Linked DNA regions of Macaca mulatta: region 2 is linked to region 1. The links are chromatin contacts, called in public Hi-C maps. All regions are on one chromosome and are shown on one strand. Each heading gives the region's core, a stretch centred on a gene start, on an enhancer-like site or on the middle of the called end of the contact. The rest is flanking DNA. Distances are from core to core; before and after follow the strand shown. Region 1 holds the start of LOC106994380. Region 2 holds the start of NAXD (NAD(P)HX dehydratase).

Region 1 (5,427 bases), core at 1,890-4,389:
ACTGTGTCTCCCCCAGGGTGCCTAAGCAGGTGCAGCTGGAGGACGCCGTGGCCCTTTATAAAAAGATCCTCAAGTACAAGATGCTGGATGAGCAGGACGTGCCGGCCGCTGAGCAGATGTGCTTTGAGACCAGCGCCAAGACCGGCTACAATGTGGACCTCCTGTTCGAGACCCTGTTTGACCTGGTGGTGCCAATGATCTTACAGCAGAGAGCCGAGAGGCCGTCACACACAGTGGATATATCTAGTCAGAAGCCGTCCAAGAGGACCAGATCTGGGTGTTGTGCCTGACTTTCCAGGGCCTCCTGGACTCAGACTGTGCATGTGGGAAGGGGACTGACCAGGCAGGCTGTGATCTGAAAGGAGCAAGCAACACCAAGGAATTATTTTTCCAGAGTGACACACGCAGCAGAACGTTGGAGTGGAAACGATGGCTGGCTATGAAGAGGAGGGCAATGTGCGTGGTCTCCTCGGTCTCTGTCAGAGGGGTGGGGAGGTGGGGAAACAGGAATCTTCTGCAAAGCCCAATCTGCAGAGTCGAGAGCCCTGGCACTCTCTGCCTCACTGCCTGGCACTGGTCCTTTGCAGCCAGCCTGCGACGGCCCCTCACCCTTGCACAGGCAGAAACCTGCAACTGCACCTGCACCTCTGACCCTTTCGGCACCCTGGCTTGTTACCACGTCCTGCAGCTTCGACATTTCTTGTTCCCAAGCGTTTCTCTTCACTGTGAGTTGCCTTTGGTCCTCCCACTTGGTACTTGTATCTTGATGCTTGATAATCCTGACTCTAGACATGCTCATTTGTACAAAATCAGGAATAACTGTTTTTATACTGATTGCGGCAATGTGGGTTTCATGTATTATTAAAGAGGATTTTGGGAAACACTTGAGTATTGAGACTGAACTGACTTCATTTGCACCCCCAGTCCCAGGGACTCTTTTTGGGGTAGGGTGGGGGGCGCTGGGGAGATGGCTGCGAACTTGAGATACGTCTCTCTTTCTGCGGAAGCTGTGTGAAATCCTTACCAATTGCAGAATATTTAGATTGGCCCATCTGCCTAGTTTTCTTGATGACTTGAATTCCAATAATAGTAGCAAAGCTAAAAGCTCTGGTTCTGCTGAAGTGTGGGGCACCCGAGCACCCAGGTCTCTGAATCAGAAACCCCCCTCGGGTCTGCTGCTGCTGGCCATGGGGTGGCTACTTTATTGGAAGATGCCAGACAGAGACGCCGGGAGACAGTAGATTTGTTTTCCCAGAAATGTGACTGAACGAAAGCAGGCCGGGGTCGGGGCTATGTGTTGGGAGGCAACATGGGGTGGATGGCGCTGGGCAGCGGGTTTCATGAGTGCTGTTTTTCTTTCTTCCATCCTTCCCTTCCCTCCCTTCCCTCCCCTCCCTCCCCTCCCTCCCCTCCCTCCCTTCCTCCCTACCTCCCTCCCTTCCTTCCTTCCTTCCTTCCTTCCTTCCTTCCTTCCCTCTCTCTCTTGCTTTCTTTTCTTCTTTTTTTTTGTGATAGGGTCTTGCTCTGTCACCAGGCTGGAGTGCCATGGCGTGATCTTTCACTGCGGCCTGTACCTCCGGGGTTCAAGCAATTCTCCCACCTCAGCCTCCCAAGTAGCTGGGATTACAGGCATGCGCCTCCATGTCCCAGTAAATTTTTTTTTTTTTTGTAGAGATGGAGTTTTGCCATGTTGCCCAGGCTGGTCTCAAATCCTTGAACTCAAGCGATCCTCCCAACTCAGCCTCCCAACATGCTGGGATTACAGGGGTGCTTTGTTTTCTGGGGAGCTGTTCCTAATTTGCTGAAGGCCTGTGCTCTCCGGTTTCTGGGCTGCTGCAGGCCTAACTTCTCTGCTCCTGTGGAGTGAGTGCTTTTCAGGCAAGGAAGGGAGCTTGGACCCCAGGAGGAAGCACTGAGGCAACCCCTGCGATTGCAGGTCCTCAGCCCCGCTGAGATGCGGTTTCAGATTTAAAACTTCAGTTTCGCAATAGCAGCCCATTGAGAAGTGAACACAGGTCAGCCTGACTCATGACTTTTTATTGACTTGGCTGAATATACCACTTAGGGACAGAAGTTATATTCATTTTCTATAAAGTGCATCTTTACTAGTGACACATCTAGGAAATATGCTAACCAAAGAGACTTTGGAATCTTTTTTTTTTTTTTTTTTTTTTGAGGCAGAGTCTCACTCTGTTGCCCAGGCTGGAGTACAGTGGCACAATCTCAGCTCACTGCAGCCTCAAACTCCTGAACACAAGTGATCCACCCACCTCAGTCTGAGTAGCTGGGACTACAGGGCTGTGTCACTACACCTGGCTAATTTTTTATTTTTATTTTTTGTAGAGATGAGGTCTTGCTGTGTTTCCCAGGCTGGTCTGGAACTCCCGGGCTCACGCAATCCTCTTGCCTCGGCCTCCCAAAATGCTGGGATCATAAGCATGAGCTCTGACCAGGCCAGAGTCTTTATCTGAAGGCTGTGGAGGGAGAGAAAGTATCATACGGCATTGTCTTTGCAGTTGGTGCTTGAAGGCAGGGAGGGCTGTATGAATGCCTGAGGCCTGTTCTTTCTGAACATTCTTGGATTCGATTTCCCATCTGCTCTGGGCACCCGACAGCTTGTTTCCTCGAGGGGCTGTGTGCTCCGGGTACGGTGCCCACGGGTGGCACATTCTCCATCAACTCTGTTTAAGCATTTCATCCTGTACGTGTTGTCCTAAAAATAAGCATCCCTGTGGGCTCCTTTTAAACGAGTTCCTCTGAGCAGTTGGTGCTGCAGTCTCTCCTATGCTAGAACTTCCAGCTGCCCTTACAAGTGCTTTTGTAAGGGCATGAGGGGTTCATTCATTCGGCACATCTCACTGAGCAGTCACTCTCTCCTCAGCCCTTCCTGGAGCTGAGCGATTGGGACAGTTTCAATGACGGTGTGCCACAGGTACCCTGTGTCGTAGGCTGCATTCCAAGTGGACTTCGGATGCCAGCCTGGCTCATGTGGCCCGTTTCCTTCCAGAAACCACGTCAGTTCTTGGAAAGCTTGAAATCTCTCAGTTGGGCAACTCAGCCGTTGGAGATGGCGCAGATTTCCCCACTGGGTGTGGGTTTGAGCGCGTGACCTCGAGCATCCGTCTTTCCTTTGTGCAGAGCAGCCACTCCAGGGAGGAGAAGAGCAAGTGACGGTCCGGGGTTAATGGCGGCATGTGGTCTCGGAGCTCCCTTCTGCACATTTCCAGCTGTCTGTGTCCCCGTGCAGATGAGAACCCTTTCCTCAATGACACCTCATATTCAGGTATTTCCTGGTGCCCTTGAAGCTTCGTCCCTGGCGGTGGTGTCAGGGAGTCTTGGGGTTGGGTATGTGGTAATCTAGGTGCTGTCAGTCAGAATGTCCCCTTCCCCAGGCTCCCAGGCCTGGTTTCTTAAAGAGTATGATGTTGCCATTTCTGGACCCAACTTCCTGGTTTAAACAGCCCCTGCTGTGCCAGGAAAACAACCTCACATGAATGTTCCCAGCACACAGATCCCCCCAGCACATGGGTGCCCCCCAGTACATGGGCTCCCCCCAGCACACAGATCCCCCCAGAACACGGGTGCCCCCCAGTACATGGGCTCCCCCCAGCACATGGATCCCCCCAGCACATGGGTCCCTCTAGCACATGGATCCCCCAGCACGCGGGTGCCCCCCAGTACATGGGCTCCCCCCAGCACATGGATCCCCCCAGTACATGGGCTCCCCCCAGCACATGGGTCCCCCAGCACACGGGTGCCCCCCAGTACATGGGCTCCCCCCAGCACATGGATCCCCCCAGTACATGGGCTCCCCCCAGCACATGGGTCCCTCAGCACACGGGTGCCCCCCAGTACATGGGTCCCTCTAGCACACGAATCCCCCCAGCACACCGGTGCCCCCCAGTACACGGCCCCCCCCCCAGCACACAGATCCCCCCAGCACCGGGTTCCTCTAGCACAGATTCCCCCAGTACACGGGTCCCCCCAGCACATGGGTCCTCTAGCACACGGGTCCCCCTAGCACATGGGTCCTCTAGCACACGGGTCCCCCTAGCACACGGATCCCCCTAGCACACGGCTCTCCCCAGCACACGGCTCTCCCCAGCACACGGTTCTCCCCAGCACACGGGTCCTCCCAGCACACGGGTCCCTCTAGCACATGGATCCCCCCAGTACACGGATCTCCCCAGCACACGGATCCCCCCAGTACATGGATCCCCCCAGCATATAGGTCCTCCGAGCACATGGGTCCTCCCAGCACACAGTTCCCCCCAGCACACGGGTCCCTCCAGTACATGGGTCCCCCCAGCACACAGTTCCCCCCAGCACACGGGTCCCTCCAGTACATGGGTCCCCCCAGCACACAGTTCCCCCCAGCACACGGGTCCCTCCAGTACATGGGTCCCCCCAGCACACAGTTCCCGCCAGCACACGGGTCCCTCTAGTACATGGGTCCCTCCCAGCACTCGGATCCCCATAGCACACGGGTGCTCCCAGCACATGGATCTCTCCAGCAGAGGCGAGCTGCTGCTCAAGGCCCATGAGACAGACCCCATGAGACACGGAGATGGTACTTGTCTTCCAGAGAGAAGGGGCAATGGCTGTGGGCTGGGCCTTCACTCCGTGCTCCTAGGAGACTCTAACCAGGCTGAGTCCCTACTGAGCAATGACCACAAACCTCTGAAGGAGGAAGAAGAGTGGGACCCGGACCCAGAGACCCTGGTGGAAGTGCAGTAGGGTGGCCTCCGGGTGTTTGGAGGATTTCAAAGGCACAGATCCTCCCAGACCTGGTTGGTGGAGTCCGGCTCGTATCTTCCTTTCTGTGGCCAGGCAGGGTGGCCTGCGCCCCTCGTCCTCTTACGTGCCCTTATTAGGAGCACAGCCTCTTCTCCACAGTGTGCAGCGGTCTTCCATCCTCCCACTTCGCAGAGCTGGATCTTTCGAGCCTCACTGTTGAAACAGGACAGAGGGGCTGGGTGCGGTGGGGTGGATACACAGCTGAGACCCTGCTCACACAGTGGAGAGACCCTGCACTCACAGCCGAAACCCTGCACACACGCACAGCCGAGACACTGCACACACAGCCGAGACCCTGCACACACAGCCGAGACCCTGCACACACAGCCGAGACACTGCACTCACAGCCGAGACCCTGCACACACAGTGGAGAAACCCTGCTCACACAGCCAAGACACTGCACTCACAGCCGAGACCCTGCACACACAGTGGAGAAACCCTGCTCACACAGCCAAGACACTGCACTCACAGCCGAGACCCTGCACACACAGTGGAGAGACCCTGCTCACACAGCTGAGACCCTGCACACACAGTGGAGAGACCCTGCTCACACAGCTGAGACCCTGCACTCACAGCCGAGACCCTGCACTTACAGCCGAGACCCTGCACACACAGTGGAGAGACCCTGCA
Region 2 (5,375 bases), core at 1,361-3,860, 39 kb before region 1:
CCGTGTTGGATCACCTGGTCTCCAAGCTCGAGTCCCAGCCCATCCTCATTGTCCCTGTGCAGTGGGCCATTTAGACCTACTCACAACCTTGTGGCCTTGGTTTAGTTTGTTTAAACAAAGCTATTCACGTTCTATTTCATTGTGACCCTCTCCAGGGCAGAAACGAAACTTTTTTTTTTTTTTTTGAGACAGGGTCTTATTGTCTCCCAGGCTGAAGTGCAGTAGTGGCACAATCACGGCTCACCGCACTCTTGACCTCCTGGGCTAACGTGATCCTCCCATTTCAGCTTCCTGAATAGCTAGGACTGCAGGTGCACACCACCATGCATGGCGAATTTTTTCTGTCTTTTTTGTAGAGACAGGGGTCTGCCCATGTTGCCCAGGCTAATCTTGAACACCTGGGCTCAAAGGATCCATCTGCCTCAGCCTCTCAAAGTGCTGGGATTACAGGTGTGTGCCACTGCGCCTGGCCAACAGGAACCAAACCTGATTCATGTTTGTGTCACCCCAGGCCAGGCACTGTAGCTTGTGTGAAAATTGTCAGAATCGAAATGGAGTCACTAATGTTAAGAAAACCCTGACAAATAGAGCCAGGGAAGGCCATGAAGAGAGGGTTCTTTTTTTTTTTTTTTTTTTTTTGAGACGGAGTCTCGCTCTGTCACTCAGACTGGAGTGCAGTGGCGCAATCTTGGCTCACTGCAAGCTCCGCCTCCCGGTTCATGCCATTCTCCTGCCTCAGCCTCCCGAGTAGCTGGGATTACAGGTGCCCAGTAGAGACGGGGTTTCACTGTGTAAGCCAGGATGGTCTCCATCTCCTGACCTCGTGATCCACTTGCCTCAGCCTCCCAAAGTGCTGGGATTACAGACGTGAGCCACCGTGCTCGGCAAAGAGAGGGTCCTTGTGCCTGGTAACAAAAAGGACTCTCTGGAAAAACCGCAACCTTGCACAAAGGTCACTGCAATCTCCCACAAAAAACAAGTCCTGCAAGGACATGGCCCAGCCACTGGCTGTCCTACTTCGAACTGACATTGCCTTCGTTATGGATCTTTGTAGCCACAGATAATTATTTTCAAACAATTGTGCAGTCCGCCTTATTTTTTAAAAAACCTTTGCTTTCTTTGCCTCCCTGAATATGCACAAGTTTACTATGGCATGCATATTTCTATTGCAATGCTCTATTGCAAAATAAGTATCTTTTTCTTTTAGACATCCTCTCTGTTATTTAGGTTGTCACTTGCATGCAACAGGCATTGAATAAATGCCGAATTGACTGAAATTTGTTCTGAGGATGAAGCAGTGCTGGCTGAGAAGGAGCCGGGGTCTCCTGGTGCATTTTCCATGCCCCAGAAGGTCCACTTCCACCTCAGCCCCACACTGCTCAGTCTCAGCAACCTGACGTGCCAGGGCTGAGCAGGTATGATAGGCCTTGGCATTCCTGCCTTGTCGGAGTCTCAGGGCACCTACCGAAGGAGGCAACGGGCCTATTTCCCTTTACAGGACACCGGTTTTAACCTGCTCAGGGTCTCACCGCCTTTCTCAGCCAGGCCAGCGGCCAGAGCGACACTGTCCCCAGGGTTCAACTTAAAGTCCATTCTACCTCTCATTTTCTCTAAAAAACCCCAACCAACCAACCAACCAACAAACCAAATTCCACACGCTGCATATTTTAAAAGCATTTCAAGGTTTACTCTAAAAAGTAAGGAGGACTTGAGAGGCCGGGGCGGGTGGATCACGAGGTCAGGAGTTCGAGACCAGCCTGGCCAACATGGTGAAACCCTGTCTCTACTAAAAATACAAAAATCAGCCGGGCATGGTGGCTCATGCCTGTAATCCCGCCTACTCGGGAGGCTAAGGCAGGAGAATCACTTGAAACCGGAAGGCGGAGGTTGCAGTGAGCCGAGATCGCGCACTGCTCTCCAGCCAGGGCAACAAGAGCAAAACTCCGTGTCAAAAAAAAAAAAAAAAAAAAAAAAAAAAAAAAAAAAAAAAAAGGAGGAAATATTTCTCAAGTAGCGATTGCAACTTCCATAGTCAAATTTTCATTCCAAGCCATAAATGGAGATGACTGTCCACTTTTCAGGTACAAAATAGGATAAAAGGCTTCTTGCAAAAGTCAAAGAGCAAAACCAAAATCCTCCACAAGCAAAACCCTCCACTAGAAAGCGCCCCCATCTCTAATCTCTAACAGTGAGAGCCTCAGGACGGGCTCCGCAGACGCTCATTTAAAGCAAACTTTTTCAATGACCTTGAGGGTGGTTGCACTTACACGCACGCGGAGAAGCAAATCGACCGCAGCTGGAAAGGCGCTGGGTCGAGCGTGAGAGGAACACGCTCTCACGTGTTCCTCTCCTAAAGGAGCGTGGAAGAGAGAAGGGGGTTCCCCAAGGGCCCCGGCCCTTCCACCTCGCTCGGCCCCGCGGCCAGGCTCCTCGCACCGCAGCCCCGACCGTGCAGAAGCGGAGACGCGGAAGGTGCTCCCAGAACTTTCATTTTCCATCCTGCAGCAGTCCGGAGCCTCGGCTGGAGAACTCCCGTTCTTGCGAAAGCGCGAGGTCCGGCAGGGGCGGGGTGGGGGCGGTGGGGGGAAGGGGATGGGGCGGGGCCGGGGCGGTGAAAGGGCCCGGGGGGCGGGGCGAGGCCGCCGCGGTCCGGGCCCCCGACGTGCGCTCCGGGCTCCGTAGCCAGCTCCTGCCCGGGCGCGCACACGCGCTTCCTCTCTTGCGCTCCCGGGCGTCCGGAGGCGAAGGTCCCGGAGCGTTCCCGAGAACCGGGTCGCGGCGAGTCCAGGGTCCGCTCCACCAGCTGCGCGCGGGGCGCACGAGCCGGCCAGCCTCCGGGAAAGGGTGCGGGGCGCCGGGGGTTCCTGCGGGAAGATGAGGAAGCCCGACAGCAAGATTGTGCTGCTGGGGGACATGAACGTGGGGAAGACGTCGCTGCTGCAGCGGTATATGGAGCGGCGCTTCCCGGACACGGTCAGCACGGTGGGCGGCGCCTTCTACCTGAAGCAGTGGCGCTCCTACAACATCTCCATCTGGGACACCGCAGGTGAGGCCGGCGCCGCCTGAGCCACGCCGCTCTGGGGCTCCGCCGGGGACCGGGGGCGCGGGGCTTCCAGCAGGGCACCCGGCCGCGCACAGGGTCCCGGCCTCGGACAGCAGATGCCTTCTTCTCGGGGTTTCCCCCTCGTCCTCCCTTGCTGGTTGGGCTGAGCTCTGCCTGCTGAGCCACTCAGTGACCTCAGCGACAATCCAGTTTGCAGAGAACCCGCTGGTCACTTGTGTACCTGAGCGGCCTTTGCTCCCGAGCCCCGCGTTCCTGCTCTGCTGCCCTGGGAACCAGAGACGCTCCTCGGTGGCTGCTTTGTTGAGTATTTTCAGTTTTTACGTACCCGTAGGAACATGATCTCCTTTAAGATTCACTTGAGGGAGGCCGGGCGCGGTGGCTCAAGCCTGTAATCCCAGCACTTTGGGAGGCCGAGACGGGCGGATCACGAGGTCAGGAGATCGAGACCATCCTGGCTAACACCGTGAAACCCCGTCTCTACTAAAAAATACAAAAAACTAGCCGGGCGAGGTGGCGGGCGCCTGTAGTCCCAGCTACTCGGGAGGCTGAGGCAGGAGAATGGCGTAAACCCGGGGGGCGGAGCTTGCAGTGAGCTGAGATCCGGCCACTGCACTCCAGCCTGGGCGACAGAGCAGACTCCGTCTCAAAAAAAAAAAAAAAAAGATTCACTTGAGGGGTGAGCAGAGCTGGTGTTATTAGCCCCTTTTTAAGAAAGAGTAAAATGAGGCACAGAGTGGTCCCCTGCTGGGTTTACTCAGGAGAGAGGAAATAGAACTGGAGCCTCCGGACCTCTCAGCCCGGAGCATATCTGCCTTTTACAGTTAATCTTCTGCTTGATCTTGGCTCAGATACGTCATATGGGTTTGGAGTGACTTCCGGTGGAAGCATTTGTAAGATAGGTAATGAGTTATTTTTAGTGTGTAGTATTTGTGACTTTTCAAAAGTACAACTTAGAAGATCTCAATTCAAGCTTTCTGTTTAACATTGGAAAATAACACTGGTGATTGTAGCATTGCAATGGAATATATTTCCTTCTCCTTACAAAAGAATAAGATATTGTAAGTGAAGAAACTGGATTCGTGTGACACATTTTCAATGAGTGTGAGTTTTTAGAAGCCTGAAACTCTGAAAGTTCTGACTTCTTTTATGTCAGCATTTTAAAAAGTCATATACCCAAAGGCCCCGTCCAGAGTTCTTAAATTGCCATCTTGGGTGCGACAGTATGCTGAATAAACAAGATGATAATTAATTCTCTCTTTAAAACTGAATTAACGAAGCTCACAGAGGTACTTCCAGTTCTCCCCCTCCCTTTTGCCTTCTTTGATGCTTGCTTTTTCATTATTATTATCCCAGTTAACATCGTGACTAGTTTATTGGCAATCATCTTGTGAAAACAATGTCCCCGGGTAAAGAGGTGCATTTCCCGGATCTTTGCTCCAATTCTGTCTTCCGCCCCAGGCTGCAGGGTGAGGTTCACTGAGCTGACTCCCTCACACTGAGCATTTGTTAACGATGGAACGCATGCTCTAGAAGTCAAATCGAACCCACTTCACGAACCCAATTTGCTTTTCTACAAAGTCAAATGGAACCTAATTTGCTTTTGTACAAAGATTTGCCCCTCTGCTGCTTTCGCTGGCTGGCTGGGATTTACTGCTGCCCTTGGTTTACAAGTAGCAAGGTTAATGTAGGAGTGCTATTGGGGGACCCAAACCGAAACCCCTGTAGTGGCTGCCGTTGGAGGCAGACTCTTACCACACGGGGTGTTTCTGGAACAAGAGCTGCCCTGCAGTGCTAGAACAGCCCCTGCATTGGAGGGAATGAAGTAGCAGTTTTGTTTCGACTGGCCTCTTGCTTCTTCAGCACCAAGGACATGATGCAGCTGGAATCTTGATCACCAGAGGATTTTGCAATTGTGCTGATGTGATGCCCTAGATGTCTTGAAGCGTTCCTGGGGGCAGCAGCTCATTTCCTGGCATCCGAGGCTGCTGCTGCTTGTTCGAAAGATCCTAAGGGTGAATTACTAGAACTCCTCAGAACAGAGGGTGACCAGGCCCCTTCTCCACATTCCTGACTTCCTGTGTACTCAGGCGGCCCTGGCCCAGAGTTGGCAGGGACACAGGCCACCCTTGCCTGCCTCCTCAGTGGTCTGTGGCCTGACTGGGTACTTGCAGGAAAAAGAGAGGTAGGAACAGATACCTTTTCTATAATTATTGGAAATTCAGAATTTAACTTTTAGGGGACCTTATTCTTTTCCTTCTTTTGTTTAGCTCCTAAACTTTCTCTCCATCACACAGACATTGCTTTTCAAGTT

The links. A called contact is a pair of places that touch in the nucleus more often than the background predicts.
Region 2: a Hi-C map of liver shows a contact between it and region 1, with 1.9 times the contacts expected there. The contact joins the promoter of NAXD here to the promoter of LOC106994380 in region 1. A contact is called at or near these places in 2 of 14 Hi-C or Micro-C datasets (cortical neurons and liver).

The regions. Positions count from the first base shown.
Region 1 is chr17:104,952,714-104,958,140 of T2T-MMU8v2.0, reverse strand. It overlaps LOC106994380, which reads left to right and starts at 3,139. Exons shown (of 8, transcript XR_013407757.1): 1 at 3,139-3,283. It overlaps RAB20 (RAB20, member RAS oncogene family), which reads left to right. Exons shown (of 2, transcript XM_001082373.5): 2 at 1-883. The coding sequence ends at 290.
Region 2 is chr17:104,991,300-104,996,674 of T2T-MMU8v2.0, reverse strand. NAXD (NAD(P)HX dehydratase) reads right to left here and starts at 2,610. Exons shown (of 11, transcript XR_013407747.1): 1 at 2,268-2,610. RAB20 (RAB20, member RAS oncogene family) reads left to right here and starts at 2,596. Exons shown (of 2, transcript XM_001082373.5): 1 at 2,596-3,046. The coding sequence starts at 2,875.